Regions from separate parts of the Mus musculus genome. Here regions 2 and 3 are each linked to region 1. A link is a contact called in public ChIA-PET data. All regions are on one chromosome and are shown on one strand. The core of a region is the stretch at or near the end of the contact, and the rest is flanking DNA. Distances in the headings are between cores, read along the strand shown.

The links. ChIA-PET counts read pairs in DNA pulled down with a chosen protein or histone mark.
Region 2: a contact with region 1 is called in an RNA polymerase II ChIA-PET map of memory CD8 T cells, with 111 read pairs. The contact joins the promoter of Impdh2 here to the promoter of Uba7 in region 1. A contact is called at or near these places in 1 of 39 promoter capture datasets (erythroid cells), 5 of 115 datasets of contacts at active chromatin or transcription factors (bone marrow-derived dendritic cells, bone marrow-derived macrophages, effector CD8 T cells and 2 more) and 3 of 9 other capture datasets (adipose tissue, liver and macrophages).
Region 3: an RNA polymerase II ChIA-PET map of memory CD8 T cells shows a contact between it and region 1, with 34 read pairs. The contact joins the promoter of Usp19 here to the promoter of Uba7 in region 1. A contact is called at or near these places in 1 of 39 promoter capture datasets (erythroid cells), 2 of 115 datasets of contacts at active chromatin or transcription factors (large pre-B cells and memory CD8 T cells) and 1 of 9 other capture datasets (liver).

Annotation. Positions count from the first base shown.
Region 1 is chr9:107,973,284-107,978,210 of GRCm38.p6, reverse strand. Uba7 (ubiquitin-like modifier activating enzyme 7) reads right to left here and starts at 2,644. Exons shown (of 24, transcript NM_023738.4): 1 at 2,498-2,644; 2 at 2,246-2,414; 3 at 2,022-2,156; 4 at 1,799-1,905; 5 at 1,411-1,501; 6 at 1,172-1,307; 7 at 983-1,080; 8 at 736-882; 9 at 189-359; 10 at 1-2. The coding sequence starts at 2,526.
Region 2 is chr9:108,557,981-108,562,907 of GRCm38.p6, reverse strand. It overlaps Impdh2 (inosine monophosphate dehydrogenase 2), which reads right to left and starts at 2,472. Exons shown (of 14, transcript NM_011830.5): 1 at 2,277-2,472; 2 at 1,826-1,874; 3 at 1,210-1,311; 4 at 1,051-1,125; 5 at 528-734; 6 at 29-116. The coding sequence starts at 2,374. Qrich1 (glutamine-rich 1) reads right to left here. Exons shown (of 10, transcript NM_175143.5): 10 at 2,741-3,662. The coding sequence ends at 3,470.
Region 3 is chr9:108,487,912-108,492,838 of GRCm38.p6, reverse strand. Usp19 (ubiquitin specific peptidase 19) reads right to left here and starts at 2,163. Exons shown (of 27, transcript NM_027804.4): 1 at 1,944-2,163; 2 at 109-368. The coding sequence starts at 232. It overlaps Lamb2 (laminin, beta 2), which reads right to left. Exons shown (of 33, transcript NM_008483.3): 26 at 4,708-4,892; 27 at 4,393-4,634; 28 at 3,965-4,313; 29 at 3,465-3,672; 30 at 3,245-3,386; 31 at 2,886-3,062; 32 at 2,634-2,793; 33 at 2,309-2,555. The coding sequence ends at 2,419.

The DNA.
Region 1 (4,927 bases), core at 1,395-3,894:
GCCTAGGGGTGGGTACATCAGTCTGAGGGCCTCTGCCAACTCCTAATTCCTACTCCCCTTGGATCCCATCTGAGGGCTACAGCTGGGTTGGTAACGTGCTCTGTGGCTGCTTCTGGGTATGGGTGCCCTCTGGCACACACACTACCTGCCCGCTTTCCCAGTCTCTCCCTTTCCCCACATGTGCCTACCTTTAGGACCTCCTGAGCAGCCACTCCTCCCATAATGGCTGCCATGGGGCTTAAGGTACCAGCACTACTCAGGGCAATTGTGCGGAGGAGAGCCTCATCCAGTGACTCTTCTTCTGTCCCTTTTAGTGGCTCCAGGTCCTGGGCCAGCTCCACCACAGTCTCTGCATCATCCTGTGGGATGGCACTCAGGCATAGCATGTGTGGGTCTAGTAGCCCCAGCTTGAATTCTAACCTTCCACTCAAAGTCTTCAGGCACCCATCTACCCTGTTCCACAGAAGCAGCAGATTCCTAAGTGGGAAAGCCTGACATTGCTGCTAGACTGGGAAGTGCTACTGAAGGATGTCCAACACCAGCCAGAGACACTGAAGGCATCCTCAAATGAGCACAGCTTCCGACCTGCTTGTGATGGCTTAAGGGTGGAGCAAGCAGGCATCTCCAGGCGGTAGGCCTGGTACATCTATGGGCACAGCCTCCAATGGAGTGAGATCTGAAAGGTGAGACCCAGAAAGGCAGAGACTGTGTATTGCGCGATGTGGGGCCACTCACAGGATCCCATGGCTTGGGTAGCCGGCCATGAAGTTGCTGGAACTTGTGCAGTACATGGAAGGCCTGATGTAGGCAGTGAGCACGCTGTACTTCCTGAGTATTCTGAGCCACCACATGGGGCTGAAGCAGAGCTATGTCCAGGGGCTTCTGTAGGGGGTCGGGGTTGCTTGGCTCAGGGTCAGGTCTATAACACTCCGCACCCCTTCACGTAGCCAGGTGCTCCCACCCCAGGTGTTCTTGTACGCACATGCCTCACGGTCTTGGGTCTCTTGACTTCGGTGACAACCCCACCTCTCAAGTAACGGGAGAAAGTTGTCGTATCTCCAATCTCCAAGGACCCGTCTTCTGTGAGAGAGCCATCCTAATAAGTTATGACCCCCTAAATATAACTTGTTTCCACACAGCTGAGGCAATGGTTGGAGCGGTATTGGCTTACTCTGCACACGGACAGACTGTGGAGAACAACTGTTGAGTTCAACCATGCCTTCAATGTCTGAGAAAATCACCAAGTCCCCATCGTGGAAGGAATGTCTTTTGGTGTCTCCTCTCAGGGTGACAATGCCGGGGAAACCCTGAGTGAGAGATGGCTTGTCTTCAGAGTGCCTGTACCTACCTTCCACGGGCCCTGGCACCTTTCTCTGGACATCAGGGAAACCTCTACATCTGAGCACCCACCTGAGAGATGTCCTGGATGGCAGCTGTCATGGGTTCTACCTCAGTAGGGTCCAAAACTGTGAAGTCCTCACCAAAGTCACAGAATAACCGCCTAGTGTGGGTGGCGGAAGTTACTGAGGAAGCTCATTAGTTGTGAGTAGGGGGCACTAGGACAGGCCCAAAGGGGAAGGAATTATAGGAAAGCTGTGGAGACTTTGGTTTGGGCATGCAGGGTGCACTAAAGCAGGTCTGCATGCTGAGGTGGAGAAACAAGGGCAAGACTGTAGTCCAGAGCATCCTTGTAAGCTCTAGGCTGAGTCGGGGAGGATGGGGCAAGCTAAGGGCTGGGCAAGGCATTAGGACCAATTGCTGGCAGTGATGTGGTGGGGTACACAGGTAGTCTCCTCACCCCACAAGGCCCCGGGTTTCAGCCATCAGGAAGCGGACTCCATGCTTGTGACACAAAGGTCCCACCTTCAGCTGGTCTTCCAGCTTGGAGTCAGTCAGCACCACTACCTAGATGGACACCGTGATTGATCAGCAGGCCCGGAATCACTCGCCACCTTCTCTCTGCCGTTAAGGGCAGGAGGGAGGTACTAGGCTAGCATGCAAAGTGGCTCTGGGGAAAGCACCTGAAAACCCTGCAGTAGGTCCTCAGTGATGTCGCCACTGTGGACGGAGATCTGGACAGCTTCATTGAGCTGAGCCAATTGCGCCTGAGAGGCCTCAGCCCTGTTCCTTCCCAAGCTCTCTTCTGAAAGGAAACACTAAGGACAGCTCAGTGCAGCTTGATCAAGGAGACTCCCCTTTGGCCTCTGCTCTGGGAGGCAGCATAGAGACCCCCAAGAACTCTTACCTGAGCAGCCAAGTCAGCCCAGCAGGTGGGATGGGGATCATGCAGGGTGAGGCTGCCCACACCTGTAAGGACTAGGTTCTTGGCCACCTCAGCTCCCAGACCCTGCAGGCCACATAGCAAGACTTTGGCTTCCTGGATCCTCTGCATAGCAGGCAGGCCCAGTACATACCTGTGGTTAAGAAGAAGGAGGTGGCAGCTGGGGACCAAAGGTCTGGAAGCCACCCGACTTGGTTATCCCACCTTGAGACTTACAGCTGCCTGGAGTATAACTCTTCATCCATCCTCAGTCGTGGGGCTGGAGAGGAGGCTGTAGGGCTCACAGGAGGGGGCAAGGAAAACAAGGCAAACAGGCCCCAAAGCGCTGGTTGCTGCTGGTTACAGCTCTCTTTCTGCTTCCTCTATGATTTCAGGAAACCAAAAGTGAAACTAGACTGAGTTGGTTCCTGGTCCTCCCAGTGAATGAGGACAGATATCAGTGCTCTGCAGGCCAACTGGGGTTTATCGCTTGGATAAGTCCCAGTGTTACAAGAGGCCAGTGACTCTCTGAGTCAGACCTGAGAAATGAGAAGCTCAGGCAGCCACAAAATGAAGACATGTGTCACATATATATTTTAAACTTTTGTTTTGAAATAACTGTAGACTCACAATAAGTTGTGAAAATAACACAGGGTGTTGCTGTGTTCATGCGTATTTGTGGGTGTGTTTTCCATCACCATATATTAATTACACATAATAATGTGCTTCGTTATGGCACTTTTATACGTGTACATTTTGATCATATTCATCTGTTAGCTTCTCTATCCTCCTCCCACTCTTGCTGTTCCTCTTGGTGACTTGGTGAGTTTTGCAGACGTTTCATACAAGAGGATGGGCGAGAGGTTATTTATGGAAGCCAGGGGCACCTTATCAGTGGTTACAGAACTAAAGAAAATGTCTCACCCTCCTGGAGGGGCGAGGCCTCATGAGTCCCTGTTCCTCCCATGATAGGATGCTTCACAAGCCCAAATTTTGTACAGATCTTGTGCAGGTCACAACTACTGTGAGTTCAAGAGCACAACAGCCATTTGTGGCCAGAAGATCATGTTCTGCAAAGACTCCATCCTCCACTTCTAAAGCTATCGCGTCCTGTTTTTCATGGCGTTCCCTGAGCCTTGGCTAGAGCAGATCGAGATGTTCCTTTAGGGCTGAACATTCAGGTCACTTCTCTACACACTGACCGGTTATGAGTCCCTGCAGGCACCACTGCCCTCCACAAAAGGAAGCCTCTCTGATAAAAGCCCACAGTGGCCCCGCGCTAAGGTCACTAACATGACTGTCATTCTACCATGAGGGCCTATGACCTACCCAATCACTGTTTTTTTTTTTTTTTTTTTTTTTTTTTTTTGGATCAGGTTTATAATACCAGACATGAATTCTCTCCCTCCTGTGGAGTGGGCTCAGTTCCAATAAGAAAGTAGTTGCTGTCACCACAGCAGGCTCGAAGGCACTAGATCCATCTTGCTACTGTTTGTTTGTTTTTGTTGTTTTTGTTTTTTTAAAGACAAGGTTTCTCTGTGTAAACCAAGCTGTCCTCGAACTCAGACATTCCCCTGCCTTTGCCTCTGAGTGCTGGCATTAAAGACACGCACCATCACCAGCCAGTTGAGTTGTTTGTTTGCTTGCTTTGTCTTTATAAAAGTCTCATCATGTAGCTCTGGCTCTGGTCTGGAACTTGCTATGCAGACCAGGTTGAAATCATAAACAGGGCTTGTCTGTGTTTGAGTGCCAGAGTTAAAGGTGCGAGCCGCTACTCCCAGCCTTGATGCTTTTATTTTATTTTTTATGATTACAGCAAGCATGGGAACTACCTTGTGATGGTACTTGGGACTGAACACAGGCCACCAGACTTGGCAATGAGTAACTGCTGCACTGTCTCACTGGCCCCATAGTTGTTTTGATCTTTTTTTTGTTTTTGTTTTTTTTTTTTTTTGTTTTTTGTTTTTTTTGTTTTTTACAGAGACAGGGTTTCTCTGTATAGGCCTGGCTGTCCTAGAACTCACTTTGTAGACCAGGCTGGCCCCGAACTCAGAAATCCGCCTGCCTCTGCCTCCCAAGTGCTGGGATTAAAGACGTGCGCCACCACACCTGGCTTTGATCTGTTTTTAATGTTGCACGTATGGTTGTTTTGCCTGTGTGTATATGTGCCACATATACCTGGTGCCTGTGGAAGCCAGAAAAGGGTGTAGAATCCTCTGGAACTGGAGTTACAGACGGTTGTGAGCTGCTGTGAGTTCTGGAAACAGAGCCTAGGACCTCTGGGAGAGCGACAAGTGCCCTTAACCACTGAGCCATCTCTCCAGTCCCTATTTTTGTTTTTTGGGGACAGGGTCCCACATAGTCCAGGTTGGCTCATTATAGTCAAGGATGCCCTTGAACTTCTGACCCTTCTGCCTTTATTTCCTAAAAAGGGATGGCATCGCCACACTCAAGATTATGTGATGCTGGGCACGGAAAGCACTCTACCAACAGAGCTACATACTCAGCTGTGCTTTTCAAAGTTCTGTTGTTGTTTGTTTTTGTTTTAGGGAGGGAATCTCATGTAATCCAGGCTGCCCTGGAACTCATCGTGATTGACAATAACTTCCACCTCTATACCAATGTGAATATAAATCTGTACTTCTACACATGGACCCAGGCTTGCCA
Region 2 (4,927 bases), core at 1,223-3,722, 580 kb before region 1:
CCTTTCCACCTTGTAGGCCAGGCCTCACCCTTTTTACTTCGCTGCAGAATCTCATTTGCCTCTTTCAGAGTGACGCCGGCAGGGGCGACCACCAAATCTTCCCTCTTAGTCATGATCTAGGATGAGTCAAGAGGCAAAGGCCAGTCAGACCAGGACCCTCCTTTACCCATAGGTCAAACTATACTATCAAAAGACCACCACGATCACATACATGACCAGAGCCGCCCCTCCTGAGAGGCAGCCAGTAGTTATGGAGAACACAGCAGCAGGAGCAGCCTCTCTAGAGAGGACCACACAAGAGCATGGCGAAGAAAGGAAGCACAAACGTTACAGACATGTAGACAGCAGAGGCACAGCAGGAAGAAGGGATGGATGCAGGGATCACATGAAGTAGTAAGAAACATAGCTGAGCATTTTCCTTGGACAGGAAATGAGACTGTCAGCAGTGTCATAGAAGTAAAAAGAAACTGCATGCTTCCTCCAGTCTGGGCTTAGACCTTAGTTTCTCCTCAGCCAGTGGCACCCACCTCTTCCAAGAACCGGTCATGCTCTTCCTCCTTGAGGAAATCAATGTCCCTTGAGGAGATGATGCCCACCAATCGACTCCCCATCCGGCCTGTATCTGTGATGGGGATACCACAGAAGCCATGCCTGGCTTTGGCCTCAAAAACATCGCGTACACGATCCTTGGGGCTAAGGACCACGGGGTCAGTGATGAATCCCTGTTCGTATTTCTGGAAGGAATGGTGAGAAGGTCACTGTATCTTTGATATCACTGTCATCAGGCCCCTGTTCTAAAGGATGAGGTCCATGCCTAAGTGTCCTGTATAGCAGAGCCACGGAAACAAATGAAATGAAATGCTCAAACATGGACATAGGGGGTCTGGAAGCACCGTGCGTGCTCTAGCTAAGAAATGGGGTCTTGGGTCTTCCTCCTCAGTAGCTGAAGCTCACAGCAGGAGAAAGGACGCTTAGCAAAACAAACCCTCCACTTCCACCCCACGCCTCTAATTCCCAGCAACTCTTGGCCATGATGCTTGGCCTTCTAACCTTCACTTTCCGAACTTCATTGGCCTGGAATTCAGGTGTGCAGTTGTGGTGGATGAAACCAATACCTCCTGTAAGCTACAAGACGAACACACAAGTAAGTGATAAAACAGAAACACAATCTTTGGCTATAAGATGGCACCCATGGCGCTCAAGCCTTACCGCCATCGCGATGGCCATTCCAGCCTCTGTGACAGTGTCCATGGGTGAGGAAACCAATGGGGTCTTTAGTGTAATCTTCTTAGTTAGAGCAGACGTCAAGTCCTGAGGAGAAAAAGGACCAGCAAAGGAAAATACAGCTTATTCCTCAGGGTCCATCCCAGGAGCCCTGGGTGAGCTGCCATGTTCACCACAAAGCCTAGCCTGGTGCAGTAAGCTCACAGTAACGAACAGCAGCATCTTACCCCTCCTAGATATTTACCAATCCAGTTCCTAGAGTGGGTACAGGGGCACATGCCTACTGTAATAACAGTACCCACTCAGAAACAAGACTGAGCGTTGACACTAATAATTAGGGTCAACAAAACCACTTCTGGAACAGCCAAAGTAATGTAGGCAGGCTGTCTCAAAAACAAAATAGAGCCAGGCAGAAGTAGCGCACGCCTTTAATCCCAGCACTTGGGAGGCAGAGGCAGGCGGATTTCTGAGTTCAAGGCCAGCCTGGTCTACAGAGTGAGTTCCAGGACAGCCAGGGCTATACAGAGAAACCCTGTCTCAGAAAAAAAAAAAAAAAAAAAAGGAACCCCCCAAACCAAAAATCCAGTGCCTTATTACTCACCACCTGATCTGCAGTGAAGTCGATATACCCAGGAAGAATGAGAAAATCACTGTAGGAGGGAAATAAGCAGGTCTCTCAGGCTTGTGACACCAAGAAACTTCAACTCCATATATCATCCCATAAAACTCTTGAGCAGGGAGTTGTACCAGCAAGTGTGACACAGGCAAAATGTCACTGGGTGGATGCCACCGAGGTGTCATTAGTGCACGCTAACATATTCCACATATCCAGAGAACTGTGTCTCACGACTCAAGTATTAAATACTATTGAAATCACCCTCTAAACCCCTGCCCCTGCTTCACATATGTCGAAGTTAGTCTTCGGCGATAAGGAATTCCCGGATTCTGTTCCCCATCCGCTCCCACCAGTTTCAATGAAGCCCTCCCTCATCCGGCCTTCTCGCCAGCGTGCGGCCCCTCGCCTCGCCCCGATGGGTGCCCTAGACCCGCACTTGTAGGTGAGGCCGTCCCCGCAGTTGAAGAGCTGCTGCGCTGTGAGCCCGTCGTCCGGCACGTAAGAGGTGCCTCCGCTAATCAGGTAGTCCGCCATGACCACGGAGGAAGACAGACGCGTGGCTCCGAGAACCGCGCCGCTCCGAGGACCGCGCCGCAGAGGCCTCTGCCGTCCGGACCGCGCCAATATAAACTAGATTATTCCGTCACACGTTGCGTGCGTCGATGACGCCAGGCGTAGGGCGTGCGTACTGAGGGCCACGCCCCGTATAGAGGCGGAGCTGGCAGAGCTGGGTAACCACGTGCTTATCGAGCTCACAGGCCCAAGGCCAAAGGCCTGTTTCCTGTCCCACCCCTCCCCGCATCCCACCACAGCAGGATCCAGGCCCATTCAATTAAGTTTTGTTTCCACTCCCCCGCCCCCGCAGAGCTCCTCCCCCAAATAAAGACACGTTCTCCAGTAGCTTGTTGAAAAGACGTGCTTGTCATTCTTAATAAACAACTAGAATAAGAATACATAAGAGAAAGAGTGGTATCTTTATATGATACACAAGTGTATGTTACAAGAATTCCATCAGGCACAGGAGCCTCATTTTTAAGGCCTCAATGTTAGGCCAAAAAAAAAAAAAAGCGCATGGTAAAGTTTTTACTTTAACTTTTATGTCACTTGTCATAAAGAAGGGTGTAATAGAAATTGTCTGGATAAAAATCATAATTGAAGTTCCCCTTATTCTTCTTCCATCAAGATGTTAAGTTTATGTCTGAGCATTACAAAAAAAAAAAACAAAAAACAAAAAACAAATGTGGCTCTGAGTGGTCAGTAAAGTTTGCCGATTCCGAGTGACAGGCTGATGCATCAGCAGCTCCATCTTCCCTGAGGAAGGGAAGGGTCTGTATCTCTCCATACAGTCCAAGTTCCTTTCCCCACGCCCCAGACAAAAGAAAAAAAGAGAAAAGAAAAAGCCAACCACTTCCTAGGACACCAGGTTCTCAGAAAACCCAGATCCCTATGAACCAGGGGTCTGCCCATTTTATGAAGATGCAAAGAGGGCAATATCGTCTTTTACATTTTGAACAGAAGTAGCCTGAAAAGCATCATAACTACAAATTAAAAAAAAATGTGGAGGCCTCTCCTTTAGTGTGAAAGTCTGTCTGGTTTTTCCTGGATCTTTTTTCCTATAGCTGAGGCACCTCAGTGCATGGTGGTTGCATTGGCCACGGCAATGGCTTCTTGGATTTCTCGTATAACCAGGATCCGGGTCAGCATCTGTCCCATCTGTTCTCTGCTGATAGGCTGGACTGAGTACCAGATTGGGCTGTTGGGAGCTACAACTGGCTCAGGTGTCAGGTAAAAGGTGTCATTTCGGCCTTTCACACTCTGAGGGCTGAAGAAGAATTTCAGTAAGTAATAGCATAATTCTAACCCTTCCTGTTTGAGCCTCCCAAACAATTTCAGGTTGAACTACTTAAATCTATCTATATCCCATTGGCAGCAGATAAGCATCTAGAAGACCTAGCTCCAGCTGTTTACCCACATTGTTTTTAACTCAGCAGCAAAGGCCAATAACCACCTTCTCTGGGCTCAGTACCTCTTCAGTACTCAGTACCTCTTCAGTACTCAGCGTGCTCCAACAGTCTCACAGCCATTCCCTCATCCACTCAAAATTTAAGGAACATGTGTCAGCTTTATATTAGGTACAGATGTTAATTAAGTGGGCAGGGTTCCTGACATGTTATAAAAATATGTAAGAACTGATACTAGGTAAGAGCGACAGAGGAAATAGCTGAGGACAAAGGTAGGCGATCTAAATATGCTTTATTGGAGCTGCTAGTAATGTCCAGAAAAGGGAAAACTCTTGGATGTAAAGTATGGTTATGGGCTTTTCAAGCAGCAGACATGAAATAGCAATGCAAGTGCATTGGGAAATTGTTCATCACTTATAGAAGAGTGACGAACTCACTGAAGGTTTTATTCTAATGAAAGTACAAAGACCCATAGCCACAAAAGCTGTTCTGACATTGATAGGAAGAGGATGTACCAACCTGCTATGACAAGAATACAATCAGAAACCTAAAGGAACCCCAACACCCCTATGCTGATGGCACCAGCAATAAACTTTGAGCCAGTGACAATGTCCACCGTGTGATTTTAAAAGAAAAAAGCTGCTCTTGCTTCTCTCTTGCCCTCTTGGGCTATTCCCTTCCCCCTCTCTTCCCTATTCCCTTCCCCCCTTCTCTCCACATGCTCATGGCTGGCCTCTACTTCTCTATTCTCTCCCCCTCTCTGCCTTTTCTGCCACTACTATCCTCTTGACTCCCCCCCTTTGCCCTTAATAAACTCTATTCTATACTATAAAAAAGAAAGAAAGTAAAGAAAAAAGCCTTTGTACCTGTATACCCTCTGTGAAGTTACGTCAGAGCCTGCTGTGGTGATGCACACTTTTAACCTCAGTACTGTCTGTCAAAGGCAGACAGATCTCTTGTGTGAGGCCAGCCTAGTTACAGAATGATTTATAGGCCACCCAAAGCTACATAGAAGAAACAATGTCTCAAAAGAAGTGGCTAGTGGAGTTCATGATCCATTTATACTATAGTGTTGTGTATATGACACTTTTTGGCTAGGTGTGGTGGGAGAGACCATTACTCTGAG
Region 3 (4,927 bases), core at 914-3,413, 520 kb before region 1:
CATCAAACCAGGATAGAGGAGGAAGAGACAGGACCCCCACCCCCACCCCAATACTTGCATGTCCAGTGATAAGGGAAGCCGTAGGCACTCTGGAAAAGCCCCTCCTACCTCTCCTAGCATCTCCATCTTTACTTTCCAGGTTTGCTCGATCCTTCTGTTTCTTCTTACTAGTGGCCTCTTCCAGTCCTGGCGGCCCCCTCCTGGGCCCTGTAGCACTGGCCCCTGCAGACATCTTGAGCCGCTTGGTAGCCAGCCAGAGTGGCCCAGAGTCGGCAACAGCGTCTGGGTCAGGGCTGCGGCGCTTTCTTCCCGGCCCAGCTATCTTGGCAACTCTTTGTGGCCAAATTCTTCAGCAAAGAACCAAGAGCCTAATGAAAATAGACCACGAGTCACTGCCAAGGCCAAGTGATCTGCTCCCTGCCTACAAGGGCTGAGCAACGCAGGCCTCTCTGAACCCTAATGGGCAGGATTCTCACCAGCTGAGGCAGCCATGCGCACTGTGAGGCTACCCTGTGAGGAAATAAATAATTCAAGCAGTGGCAAGTGCTTCAGGCCACGCCTCCTGGGTATCTACAGAAACCCACAACGCTGGAAGGCTGCACTGAGGAAGTGCTAGGTCAAGGCAGTTGTGGCCTGGGACCAGGATCATCCTCTGGATGAGAGCCATGGCTCCAACCCACAGGTCTGCACTCTGAGCAGCCTGCTCTGCTTCCTTCACTCTCGCCGGCTGCTTAGTCACCGCCAGACAAGTAGAGAGTGAAGGAGTCAGGCAGCAGAGAGGGAGACCAAGGAATAGTCAGAGCAGCAGAAGGGCAGACTCTGAAGCTGAAAACGGCCCCAGGTGCTGCCACTAACCAGAAAGGCTCTGGTACTAAAGCATCTAGTCTGCTTCCTGCCGGCTCCTATTTTTTGCCATAAACCAGCTCCTGAAACTTGATCTTTTGTTTCCACCTAAAGAAGGATCGATCTCTCTCTCCTCAGCCTTAAAGATTAGGAGTGGAGGCGGGTGGTGGTGGCGCACGCCTTTAATCCCAGCACTTGGGAGGCAGAGGCAGGCGGATTTTCTGAGTTCGAGGCCAGCCTGGTCTACAGAGTGAGTTCCAGGACAGCCAGGGCTACACAGAGAAACCCTGTCTCGAAAAAAAAAAAAATGAGGAGTGGACTCCAGTTTTAAGACACGGTGATAGGCTTAACAACGAAACAGACATCACCCCTGTCTCCAGGTTCCTTCCTTCATCATCAGCTCTGAGCCACGGAGGCCTGATCTGTTTCCCACCTGTGTGTGGATTCGGGCTCCCTCCATCCAAAGTGAAGTTCTCAAAACTAGTGAGGGTGGAGATGGAACGTAGACCTAGTACTAGCCCTGGCAGCCTCAAGCCCGGCTTGCGAGACGAAGGAGATTGAACTGTAGCCTGTGTTCCCTTAGGGGAGAGTGGGGTGATAAAAATACCCTTGGACGATAAGAGTGATGAGCGGAATCTTTAGTGACAGTCCGTCCAGGCCTCTGGGCAGAGCACCCGCCGTTTCCTCCTTACACCGAGGCCCGATTCACAGCCGGAATCCCTCCCCCATGCTCTGAAAGCCGTCGAAGCGGCAGAGAAACTATCCGGAGATCCCAGCTGGTTAGAGAAGCTGCGCAGAGTTACTGAACGCAGACCAACGCCCCGGCTAGGATGCTGCCCTCCTCCAGCCTCCGAATCCCAGGCCTGCCACCACCTCCTCCAGGAAGCCACCCTCGCTCGCCGCTAATCCTCTTAAAAACAGAGAGGCCGGCCACAGGGGTAGCATAACGGCTCGGTCGGCATCGGTAGGCCGAGCACGCCGCGAGGCTCGAGATGTCGGGGCTGGCACGGCCCGTGACCTTGAACAGGCCCGCCCCGGGCCAACCTTGCGGCCTTCCCCCGCTGCGGCCAAACCGGCGACTTGAGGCCCACACCACTCACCGAGCGAGACCGCCGCCACCAGCCCTCTTCGGGCCCTGGCAACACGCTCTCGATTCCGGTTCCGGCGTCGGGTCGGTTCCGGTTCCGGCGCGCCCCTCCCCCGTCCCGGCTCCTCCGCCACCGCCGCCTTCGCCGCTGCTTCAGCCGCTTGTTTTGTTTCGACTTCTAGCTACGGCTACGGGAGGCGGGGTGCCGAGCTGATGACGCACTTCCGGCAAGAGTGGGAGCTCTTGGTGAAGGGCAGCTTTGGGGAGGGCGGGAAAGGAAGAGGAGGGGTTCCGGTGCTCGGCCTCTGCTGGTAGCCTACAGCTGATGGCGTGTATAAAGGTCCTCCGCCCCTCCCATCAAAGGCCAGACAACACAGAGGAGGTTCACACAGGTTTATTGAAAGCTCTTGCTAGCCAGGAGCTCTTTAATGTGCGGACGATCGTGTGCAGAACAGTGCTTGGCGACAAGGCTAGGCCCTAGGGAGTGGTCACTGGCAGGTGTTGTAGATCTGGACCTGCAAGTTGATGGCCTGGAGCACACTGCGCATCCTGGCTTCCAGCCCATCCAGCTGGGCCGCTTTGCCCTCCAGTGCACGCTCGTTCTCCTCATATGTGCCCTCCAGCTCTAGAAGGGTCAAGAAATAGTTCAAGTCTTTTCTCACGCAAGCCCACCTTTCTAGCTCCCGCCCACCATGGTCCTCACCCTGTAGCCGCTGCAGCTTATCCTGAGCGGCCTGCAACAGGTCCCGAGCCTCATCCCGCAGTTGTTCTGCCCTGGCTTGTGCAGCCAGAACACCTTCAGCCTTCCGCTCTGCCAACGCCCTCACTGTTTGGTATTGGTCACCTACTTGTTCCCGTAGTTGCTGCAGATGTAAGAGGCAGGGTCGGTATACTAATTCAGTGGAATTCTAACTATAATACCCCTACCCCATCCAGAGGGCTTCGCCCAACCCACTTTCTCAGCCTCCCTGGCACGGCTCTGGGCACTGCCTGCTGTTTCTTCCGCTGTAGATGCTGCCAGGCTATTTCCTGCCCGTTTCAGTTTCAGGGCCTCCAGGAGGGCGTCTAATTGCCGAGCCCGCTCACCGGCAGAGTTCAGAGACTTCTCTGCACCTGCCATCCTCTCCTGGACCTGCCACAGAAAGGCCCAGGTTTAACAAATCCACCTTTAGTACCAGCAACTGAGAAGGAGAAGCAAGTTGATCTCTGTAACTTCCAGGCTGCCCAGGGCTACACAGTAAGACCTCCCTGTCCCAGACAAAGCAAGCCAGATCCTTAGTACATGCCCATCACCTCGTCCTAAGGAAGTCATACCCGCTGCAGGGTCTGCTCTGTGTTTTGTGTGTCAACCACTGCTCCCCAGATGGCACCCTGAGCAGCTCCTTGTGCCCTCTGAGCCTCCTCCAGTGCCGCTTGGACTGTCTCTGCCTTCTGTCTCTCACCCTCGGCCCGGCTCCTGAGGAAGAGGGGAGATCAGGGTCTACAGGTATCAGGACCAGGTTTCAGGAATGGGGACCAGGCTTGGGGGTCAGACCGTGCCCGGTGCGCATCTTGCAGTAGCTGTTCAGCCCGACGCACGTCGCCCATGGTATGGGCCAGGATTGTGTCCACGTCGGCCAGGCTTCGGACGCGTTCTGCAATCTCACTGGCTAGGCGCTGGATCTGCTCGGGTGAGGCCGGGATGGAGATGTCTAGCACCCGAGTCGCTACCATTTCAATACTGTCAGGATCGGCTCCCTCCTCTATGGAGACACAGGCAAGGGCTTAACAGTCTCTCCTGCATGACCTTGGGAACACAATCTTGGTATTCTGGGGTCTCAGACTGCACATGCAATAGGAGTTTGCTAACAGGCATAAGGATGTAACCAAGGAACAGGGACTATATAAGGGACACAGACTTAGGGACATTGACTGGACAGGGACTCAGGGCCAGACATAGGGTTATAAACACATGTCCATTGCAGACACCGAGACTCAAGTACACACAGACACAAGGGAAGCAAGCACATGGCCTGGGCCACATGGGAGGCTCACGGCTGAGGAAGTCTTTCACATTCTGGATAAGTTCTCGAAGCTCCTGATTGGCCTGTTCCACCTGGCCCCTGGAAGCATTAGCCTTGTCCAGGGCTGCCTGTGCTCGCTGCTGTGCCTCTTCTGCCTGCCGACGAGTCTCAGACACCCGGCTGAGGATGCCGCCACCTTCTACCAGTGCCCGCTGCAGCTCTGCCTGCGTGTGCCGAGCCCGGCCCAGCGCTAGATCTGCCGTGGCTGCTGCCCCACTGCAACCGAGGCCACCACAACGGGGCTGCCCATCTTCATCCCGACATCCGGCACCCCCACAAGGGCTGGTGGCACAGGGTGCGTCCCCTGGTGCCCCACACACCTGCCAGGCACAAAACAAATCAAGGTCCTGTGGGAAGAACACCCACACCCACCTGTCCCTCTCCATACTTGCACCTCACCAACTCATTTATGCCCGTCAGGCTCAGGGTGTGGGCATGTGCAGAGAGCCGTCCCAGTGCCTGCTGGTTGGCCAAATGTTGGCGGTTGAAGTTTTCTTTTTGGGCACCCATTAGCACTTCCGTCCGACGCCGGGTATCTGCTGAGTTGCTCACAGGGCTGGGTACTGCAAAGGTGGAGGCGTTGGCACGGCGCTCTGCCTCTGTGGACTGGCTGTGGGCATGTCGGATGCTGTCATAGGCACCTAAGTTGGGTCGAAGGGGGTCAGTCAGCTGAACGTCCGCCTGGCCTACCCGCCTGGTTACCCAGCAACTCACCTAAGAAATTTGAATGTTTGAGGATCTCCAGATGCTGATCCAGCTGCCTCAGGGTGAGATTAAGCGCAAGCCCGTCTCTCTCCAGACCACTGAGTGCATGGTTGGCATTGAAGTTCTCATCCTGCACAGCTGTTAGCTCTGCTTCTAACTGAGTCAGGCGCTCGGTGGTCTTCCCGATTTCATGACTGTATCAATGGGGGGACATGTTTAGAGAAGCCTC